Regions from separate parts of the Hordeum vulgare genome. Here region 1 is linked to region 2. A link is a contact called in public Hi-C data. All regions are on one chromosome and are shown on one strand. The core of a region is the stretch at or near the end of the contact, and the rest is flanking DNA. Distances in the headings are between cores, read along the strand shown. Region 1 has its middle 110 kb from the start of LOC123404715. Region 2 has its middle 200 kb from the start of LOC123404715.

Region 1 (4,995 bases), core at 1,640-4,139, 310 kb before region 2:
ATGTTTGGTTTTGCAGATATGATGTTGGAAATGCAAGGAGTAATCCCACAGTTCTTTATGTGATTTGTTCAGAAGTAAGGGATTTCTGTTTTTAGCATGCTTTGAAGAATCTTTGTTACTGTATAATCAATCTCTATAGTTAACGACCATTAGCTAAAAATACTTGTTTGATTACCTATCCAAGTAAAATAATTCAGCTTTGTTGATGAATGCACGTTAGGTAGACTGATGTGGTCTATCTATATATTAACTTGCTGATCTTTTCTGAACTGCAGCTTGTAGAGCAGAAAGTGTTTGACCTTATTAACTTTTTTTTTGTTCTGTGTTTGGTGTGTAAATAATGCAAAACAGAAAATATATCATTCTCTATTATTTTGGTCTCTGTCAAAAGGCTACATTTGGCCAAAAAAATGCGAATTCTACATCAAATGTAAAAAAGGTTCAAACATGACAATACTACCATGATGTGTGGTTCTGAATATGGCTCAGCTAAAAATAAATAGTCACTCCCAGGATAATGTTGTTCTAGATTATCAGCTCATGTTTGGGTTAATTTTGGAGAGGGGCATAATATAACGGGGTTGTACTCAGGGAAATGCGAACCTCCTATTTTTTCAGCAATCCATGTTTTGCTTTTTAGGTTTTTTTTAGGTAAAGCTTGCTTCTTAGCTTTTGGTTATGACGTTATGTAGAAGAGAGACCATATTTACCCTCCACATAATTGAGTTTTAGATATTATTATTTTTCGCTGCAAGAAATTAGTGTTTATTTCCTTCATTCTCGTTCTACAGTTGTTACCTTTCATCAATCTTTTACCATTTTTCCTTATCTCCTTTGACAGTCTTAGTCATTTTGTTTGTCCCTTTTGTTAGTCTTTTCAATATGTTTTTTCCCTAAAATTTTTCCTCACTTCTCAATGCTGGCAGCGACAAGACTTGGATGAGCGCACAATAGGAGAAGGCGATATGCAGCAAATAGGAATCACATTGTTGCAAGGCACCGACACAACCAAGGAGCCGTGGGTCCTTTGCAAGACATGGCGGATCTAGCTAGTGCGGTATGTAGGCTGTAGATCTAGGAAAGACACTCATCTGCCATTGCTAGGAGGAGTAGGGTTGGTGGATGAAAGATCTGAGTGGTGATCAAGGAACATAGAGGTGGAGGGGATGAGAGAAAGCAGATGGATCCAGGTGCCATGTCACATCCAGGCGAAGGTCAGGGATGAAGAGGATGATGGAAAAGAGGAAAGTAGATCCGTGATCGCCTGATTCTTGCAGCTGACCTTTATTGCCGTCAGCGACGACCATTGGTGACGATGATAGAGCGGTAGTGAACATCTGTTCCTGGCTGGGCTGAGGGCGTCCTGGTGTCGCCCCTTGGAGCGACGAAGGAGCGGGGATCTGCCTCTTTTTATGAAGGCACAACTGTCGTCCAGGAGGAAGGAGCATGAGATAGAATCATGTTGTCAAGTGTGAATGGATATTACATGACATCGTGTTCGACAAACATTTGTCATTTCAACTATTTATTTTTTTAGTATATTTTTTATTATTCCGTGGCAACGCACGAGGACAACTAGTTCTTTTAAAAGCAGGTTAATACCCTGGCATTTTTAATATGAAAGTTTTGTTTATGTATCTTACTTTTACCGTCAACTCATGTAGCGCTGTAGCATCGACATCCATTAGCTATAGCATGACAGTGAGAGTAACCACAACCATATAGGCGCAGTTGCTTTATATGATCTGGTGCAAAGTCTGCTCAGTTTTTTTACCCGAGATCCTTCTTAGTTACAGTAGAGGGAGGAAAGGCTGGAGATCCCGTCCACGTACAGGAAAGAGAGAGAGAGAGAAGAGGTCGAAAAGGAAGAGGGCGACATGAAGGAATTTGTACCGCGGCTGACAAGAGAGAGGACAGAGAAAGAGTGAGACCATGGGTGCGCATTCCAGCTAGACTTCAAGGTCCGTTTTGCAATTGTCCCATCAGATTTCCTCGTAGATGGATCTTGTCTCGTCTTTTAACATCCGATGGCCCTTGAACTGTCGGAGCATTCGGTGCGGAATCAAATTGGTATGGTACTATGCCAAATGCCCTCATCGTTGAGGCTTTTGTTTGTTAGCATGATGTTCTGCTTTGCTGAAGATTCAGGTTGGGGACATCATTGTGGAGTCTGAATTCCTCACCGTTGAGGCTTTTGTTTGTTAGGATGATGTTCTGCTTTGCTGAAGATTCAGGTTGGGGACATCATTGTGGAGTCTGAATGTATAGAGCTAGTAAATCCTGAAGGTAAGGACGACGGATCCGGCTGCAATTTTTCCTCCTAGCAAATTCAGGAGCTTAGGAGCTGTTCGGATTCACTCGGCTCGTTAACTCTGTTGCTGGAGCGAGCGGAGCGGCGCCGAACGGAACAGTTCGGCGGAGCGGCCGGAGCGGAGCAGTCTCCATTGTAGTCTTACGGAATTGAGAAATCGACTCTCCGAGCACTCCACTCCTGCGGAGCGTTGCCCAACAGGGTCTTAGTATTGTGTTTTCTGTTTTTGACACTTTGTCTTTTGTAAAATAAGAAGAGCATGTGTAGTTCTCTGTCCGCCTCCACCTCCCCTCTAGATCCCACCCGATCTCCTTCACCTTCCGTACGACTCCCCTCCCCTCTGCCTCCCCTCGAGTAAATTGCCAAAGACTACCATATTTGAAGCAAATGTGTCCAGTGGCTATCACTTTACGATTATCAGCGAAAAACTACCAAAATTTTATTAATTCGTTGCTAAAAACTATCAAGATTTGTAACTTAGCTCGTTTAATTGTTTTTCTGGCAAGTCGGGCCCACAGGTCAGGTTGACTGTTAGCTTTGACCGTTATTACAGATAGGACCCACACGTCAGACCTTTCTTCCACCTCTCTCCACCCTCATGTGCATTACATCGAACATGTTACGTGCGTCCCTGTGCGTGTCCTCGCCGCCGCCGGCAGGCCTCTTGCCGCCCACCAGCGTCAGTCTTGTCTTGGGCGAGGTGGCAGAGGAGGACGCCAACGACGTGGCCGCGGCCGCGTCGGCGAGGGCGGCTACCTGGAGGAAGACGGACGCCGATGCCCGTGGCCACGTGCATCAAGGCGAGGTTGCGGGTGCTCGTGCGGCTGCGCGGCCAGGTGAAGGGACTGCAGGTGTGAAGGCCGGTGATGTGCGGTTGTGCGGTCAGGTGAAGGGACTGCAGGTGTGAAGGCCGGTGATGTGCGGCTGTGCGGCAAGGCGCGGTGCGGCCGCGGCTTGCTCACGAACAGGCGCAACCCGACGACTACGGTATGCATAACAAGGGAAAAGCGAGAGGGGAGGCGTCTCTCACCACGGGTCGCTGGAGACGACGAGGATGTGATCGGCCCGACGGAGATGGCGAGGCTCGACGCTGCTACGCTCTGCCCGACAGAGAGGAAGCAGAGGAAGAAGAGGTCGTCGGTCTTGGAGTTCCTCGGCTCATCTCTCGGCGGGAACGAAACCGGGGTGGCGTCGTGGTTAGAAGGGACACAACAGGGGAGGCCATGGCCGTGATCTAGGCCGGCGGGAATCCTTGCTCGATCTAGGCCTGGGCCACGGTTCGCGCTACCTCGACCCCGGACGAGGAGGAGGAGGTGGCGTGGGTATGCACGGGCACGCAGCGGGCGACGGCGGCGGCGAGTCCGGCAAGGTCCTTGGCGGCGCGACGCTGAGCGCGGGCTGCGGAGGCGAGCTTGACGGGGTCACGGCGGCGAACGGCTGCGCGGAGGTCGGCGGTATGGCCGTGAAGCGCGAGCAGGGCGGCTAACAGTCAATCTGACATGTGGGCCCGGCTTGCTAGAAAAACGATTAAACGAGCTAAAATGGACAGTTACAAATCTTGGTAGTTTTTAGCAACGGATTAGCAAATTTTTGATAGTTTTTCGCTGATAATCGTAAAGTGGTAGCCACCGGACACATTTGCGCCAAATGTGGTAGTTTTTGGCAATTTACTCGCCTCCCCTTCCACTGTTGCGGGATCCTGGCTGGGCAAAGCCCGTGAGGGGGGATGATGGCGGCGGCGGGGCGTCCCTTCATCGCGGTTTGGAGGCATGGCTGTGATGGTGGATCTTGAGCGAGCGCCTCGGGACGGCGTGTGTTTGGTCATGGCGCCGGTCACGCAGCAATATGACCTCCTCTATCTTTGGTTGTCTTCATCATTGGTCCAAAGGGATCAGCGGATCAAGTGGAGGAGGAGATGGTGGCCTAGCTGCTGAAGTGGGTGAGGATACCACCATCGTCGGCGGCACCTGTGGGTGTCGTTTTGCTCGTTGGAGGCGATGATGGGGGCGTCCCTCGCTTCATTGTTTACGGGGGAAACCGCATATCTGGAGGAGGCTACCATTGACGGCGACGCGCATGGGTGTCATAGCCCTCGTTGGAGGTGTTGAGGGGCCTCCTGGATCGGATGATGGCAATATCTTCGTCATCACCCCCGTGAGGGCTTCATCTTTGGAGACATTCATCGGTTGGACGAACATGAGGACGACTTGGTGGTTGGGCGTTGGTAGGTGGTGGAGCGGTGCTTCATCCTACACATCGATGGCGGCGAATCTCGGCGGCATGGCGCAGTGGAGACTCGGTGTTCGATGGGTGGCGATGGACTCGAGGACGACGTTGTGTGGCGTTGTGGTGGCGTTGATGGCAGAGAGGCATGGCAAGGTCAATGTGTGAGTATCTGATCTGAAGATGGATCGATGGGTGAAGGAGGTAACAGCCTTTGCAGCATGCGCATGTGGTGCCCACTGAAAGTACGCCGGACCGGTGTATAAACCAGTCCAGGTATTATGACTTGGATGTTAGGTGTTGATGTGATATCCAGTATTAGGCTTAAATATTCGACACTCATTCATCACGGGGATAAAAATAATGATCGGTGTTATTAAGATGATGGCTTTAAATTTACTAATGTATTACATTGTAAAATAGTAATTAATAAAATAGTTGCATACACCTTCGAGATGCAG
Region 2 (4,341 bases), core at 1,575-4,074:
ACTCCGAACATCCTTCGGTAACCTCGTATAACAATTCCCTATAACCCTAGCGTCATCGAACCTTAAGTGTGTAGGCCCTACGGGTTCGGGAGACAGGCAGACATGACCGAGACACCTTCTCCGGCCAATAACCATCAGCGGGGTCTGGATACCCATGGTGGCTCCCACTTGCTCCACGATGATCTCATCGGATGAACCACGATGTCAAGGATTCAATCAATCCCATATAAAATTCCCTTTGTCTGTGGGTATAGAACTTGCCCGAGATTCGATCGTCGGTATACCTATACCTTGTTCAATCTCGTTACTGGTAAGTCTCTTTACTCGTTCCGTAGCACGTCACCGTGTGACTAACTCCTTAGTCACATTGAGCTCATGATGATGTTCTACCGAGTGGGCCCAGAGATACCTATCCGTCACACGGAGTGACAAATCCCGATCTCGATTCGTACCAACCCAACAGATACTTTCGGAGATACCCATAGTGCACCTTTATAGTCACCCAGTTACGTTGTGACGTTTGATACACCCAAAGCACTCCTACGGTATCCGAGAGTTGCACAATCTCACGGTCGAAGGAAAAGATACTTGACATTGGAAAAGCTTTAGCATACGAACAATACGATCTAGTGCTACGCTTAGGATTGGGTCTTGTCCATCACATCATTCTCCCCAATGATGTGATCCCGTTATCAATGACATCTAATGCCCATGATCAGGAAACCATGATCATCTATTGAGTAACGAGCTAGCCAACTAGAGGCTTGCTAGGGACACATTGTGATCTATTTATTCACACATGTATTACTGTTTCGTGTTAATACAATTATAGCATGAACAATAGACGATTATCATGAACAGGGAAATATGATAATAACCATTTTATTATTGCCTCTAGGGCATATTTCCAACACCGTCGCGTTTGGAGGACGGCCGGGATGAGGGAGCGTCGGTGCGAGGAAGATAGTGAAGATAGAGGGAGTTGAGAGGGAGGAAGTGAGGCACGGAGAAGAAGATAACTAGATAAATTAAAAGTAGCGTGGGACGGCTAAGAACGCTACTTCTAAGCTATGGCCATGTTTGGATACTCTAACCGAGTTAGATGTTAGAGTTAGATTCTAACTCTAGACTAACCCTGAACTAACAATAACCAAAAAGGTGTTTGGATGGTAGGGTTAGATTGTTAATAAATGCACTTTTTCCAATCATTTGGGTCCTTTATCGAGGATTTCGTGTGGTTGAGGTAGAGGGAAAAGCAACCTTTTCTGGGCTCCACCAAACTCTAACCCAAATAAGCACCTCTAGGATGGGTTAGTTCTTTTGTGTGGGTTAGATGCATCTAACCAACTCTAACCCTTCTGTTTGAATGTTTGGGGGTTAGTTCGGTCCAATCTAACCAACTCTAACGCCAACCCATGAATCCAAACAGGGCCTATACAGCAGTAGAGTGTGTTGGTGTCCGACGCTGCTGTTAAGTGGGGTTCATCTACTGACACCGTACGAACATACTGGTAGCGGCGGGTCACACACACACGCTACTGCTACGTATCCCGTAATAGCTTTGATTTTAGTCAAACGCTACTACTATGGGCAGCCCCGATGGATGACGATGAACAACTCAGCAATAGCCTCGGGTCAGCGGCACGCCCTACTAACATATTCCTACTTGTAGCGCATGTTCGTCACACGCGCTACTACTAAGTAGCTAGAGGTGTCCACCTTTTCTGCGCTATTGTTAAGGTTTTATTTATAAACTTTATTTTAGTAGTGATGCGGCCTTGATGTGTTGGAAAAATAACCGAGCCGAACAAAGCTGAACCAAATTTGGGATGGATGTGCTACGTTGGATGCACGCACGACGGATCAAACACGAATGTCCATTTGCCACTCTAAATACATCCCACACGAATAAAATCCGAACGAAATGTCATCGTCTTAGGATCGTACGTAGGAGGTTGCCTTAAGCTGCTAGCGTTCGGGTTTTGTGCTAGCCCATGTACAACGAGGCCGTTCGATCATTATCTGTGATAGCACATGTACAATGAATCCTACTCCGTATTTTTCTGTATACTTCTTTCCATCTATCCGGGGCGGCCGACCAACGTGGCCCCTAAGGTGGCGCCGCCACCGCCGTGCGGGTCAGCAATGACGCATAGTCAAAGGTTCCTTGCCCGATCAGACGACTCCTCGCCGAGGTGCCTCACCCGCCTCACGCTTAGTCGCGGTATGCACTTTGTCCGTTTCGGCAGCGACGACGACTACGGGCTAGCCGCTAGCGCGCTGTTTCTTGAACGCACCGCAGGTACGGTTGCTGCGCGCATTGGCTCGCAATCTCCTCGGTGCCGACCTTCTGGACGGATGGGGTGTAGTGTATCCCGCCAGGATATTCCCGGCTCGATCGACCGCGACGCCGGCCTTTGTTTTTTTGCCGCTGCCTGTGCCTGGCTGGTTGTAATAGTAGGGGATTTGGCCATTTGGGCGGTCGGCACGAGAAAAGAAACCAATGCCCTGCAGCTAGTGTTGGAAAAGAACGGTACTAATAGAGATGTAAATGGCAAATAAATGGCAGCCACAAGTCTCATTTGTTTAGCTTTTTTTAACTTCGTAGTTTATTTTCCTCAAAAAATATATTAAACTATTAGATAATAAATGGGATTAAATGGGACACACTTCCCATCCCGTCCATCCCTAACTGCATGCTTGCCAAGCCTAGTTTCGCTGCTGGCGTTCTAGAAGATGGGTGCTGTCCACTCCATCCACCTACCCATGAGGCACGTGCCTGCAATAAACAGGAACCCGTCAAATCACTGATTTATAAGCCACTCCGGCATGGTACGGTGGTCCGACCCATCCAGATCCATCTACATGGAGACCACAGGCCACAGCTGCCGTAGCCCGTGCGTGGGGCTGTATGCCTATATCCATCGTTGTACTTTGATCAAGTATGATATATTTTTTTCTTTTGCAGTAGGATGTAGTATGTGACTAATTTTTCGGCCAGTGTTAGAAGCCAAGCCGTGCTTAATTGCTCTGTGTGCACCTCGTGGTATTTTAGTCTCATTATGGAAAGGAAAAATGTCCAAAACAAACATATAAACGAAAGTTAAATTAAATCCTGAACTTGTAATACCGAAAATTGACACATTTAACTGTTCGATTCCGGTCTATTTTAAACCTTGAGAGCGTTATCAAACAGGAATTCTCGATGTGGCAGCTCAAATTTCAGGATTGTTATATGTGGTTGTGACTGAGCCTGCCCAACATACACGAACCAAGTTTTTTTTATTTTTCATTTTTGAGGGATTTATTTTTTCTTGAAACGTGAAGTATTAAAGTACCGAAAGGCTGCATCCGCGACTGGGTCGGGGCAAACAGACGCGAGGCATTTTTTCTTTCCGTAAAACATGCAAAATAAAAGTACAAAAAACATATATTTTAAAAATATGGGAACACATTTTCAAACCTGATTATTATAAGAAATGTTTAAACAATGTAAGAAATGTTCATATAGTTTTATAAATGTTTATTGTGATTAACAAAAAGTAAAACGTGTATTTGGCCAAATGTTACCTTGTCACATTCTTTTTGGAAATTCGTAAATTATTTACGTTAGAAAACTTATAGTTGTTATTTCAGAATTTTTCACCTTTTGTTTGAAGAAATGTTTAAACTTTTTCATGAATGATTTTATATATGAACAGTTCTAGCACTTTTTTAACGACGTGTGCTATATATAACCACTAGCCGTCCTCACAATAAAAATTCAGGAAGACAAGTGGGTACGTGTAGTTTAAAAAATTATGTATTTTCATCATGAAAATGTAAAAGAGAATTTATTATATTTACTAAAATAAAAAACAAAGAAAACAGAAAAGAAAAAGGGAAAGATAACCAGAGTAGTGCGAACGAGCGAGCGACTGCGCTAATGGGCCAGCCCAATTTGTCCTAATGTTCAGCCAGCCCTTGCTAAATACCCATAGGATTTGAAATAGACGGGGATTAAAAAGTTCGATGTGTTGATTTCCGGGATTATATGTTCAGGATTTGATTTACCTTTCGTCTATAAGTTTAAGGTTTGTTTTGGACTTCTTACGAAATGTATTTTTGGACGTAGTATATTATTGTAAGGGCATGCCACATTTTTTAATCTCACGCAAATTTTTTATACATTGTATACACTTCTTTCTGAAAATGTCACAACCATATTTTTTGAAACTCGTGAACATTCGTGAAATGTTACATTTTTTTAATGGACGAAACTTTTGTTTGAGTCACAAAAATATTATTTACATTGTACATACGTTTTTAAAATGCCACGACATTTAAAGAAATCTGGTTTTA

Evidence for each region. Hi-C and Micro-C count contacts between places; a contact is called where the count stands out from the background.
Region 1: a Hi-C map of seedling shows a contact between it and region 2, with 6 times the contacts expected there. The contact joins two enhancer-like sites. A contact is called at or near these places in 3 of 6 Hi-C or Micro-C datasets (leaf and seedling) and 1 of 1 datasets of contacts at active chromatin or transcription factors (embryo).

What each region holds. Positions count from the first base shown.
Region 1 is chr6H:166,095,360-166,100,354 of MorexV3_pseudomolecules_assembly, reverse strand. No RefSeq gene overlaps it. Among protein-coding and RNA genes, the nearest start is that of LOC123404715, 110 kb to the right of the region's middle. Within about 2 kb of position 2,889, at least 3 of the 3 cell types and tissues checked have open chromatin away from gene starts, as enhancers often do. A contact at or near this core is called in leaf and seedling, where this site is marked.
Region 2 is chr6H:165,783,289-165,787,629 of MorexV3_pseudomolecules_assembly, reverse strand. No RefSeq gene overlaps it. Among protein-coding and RNA genes, the nearest start is that of LOC123404715, 200 kb to the left of the region's middle. Within about 2 kb of position 2,824, at least 3 of the 3 cell types and tissues checked have open chromatin away from gene starts, as enhancers often do. A contact at or near this core is called in leaf and seedling, where this site is marked.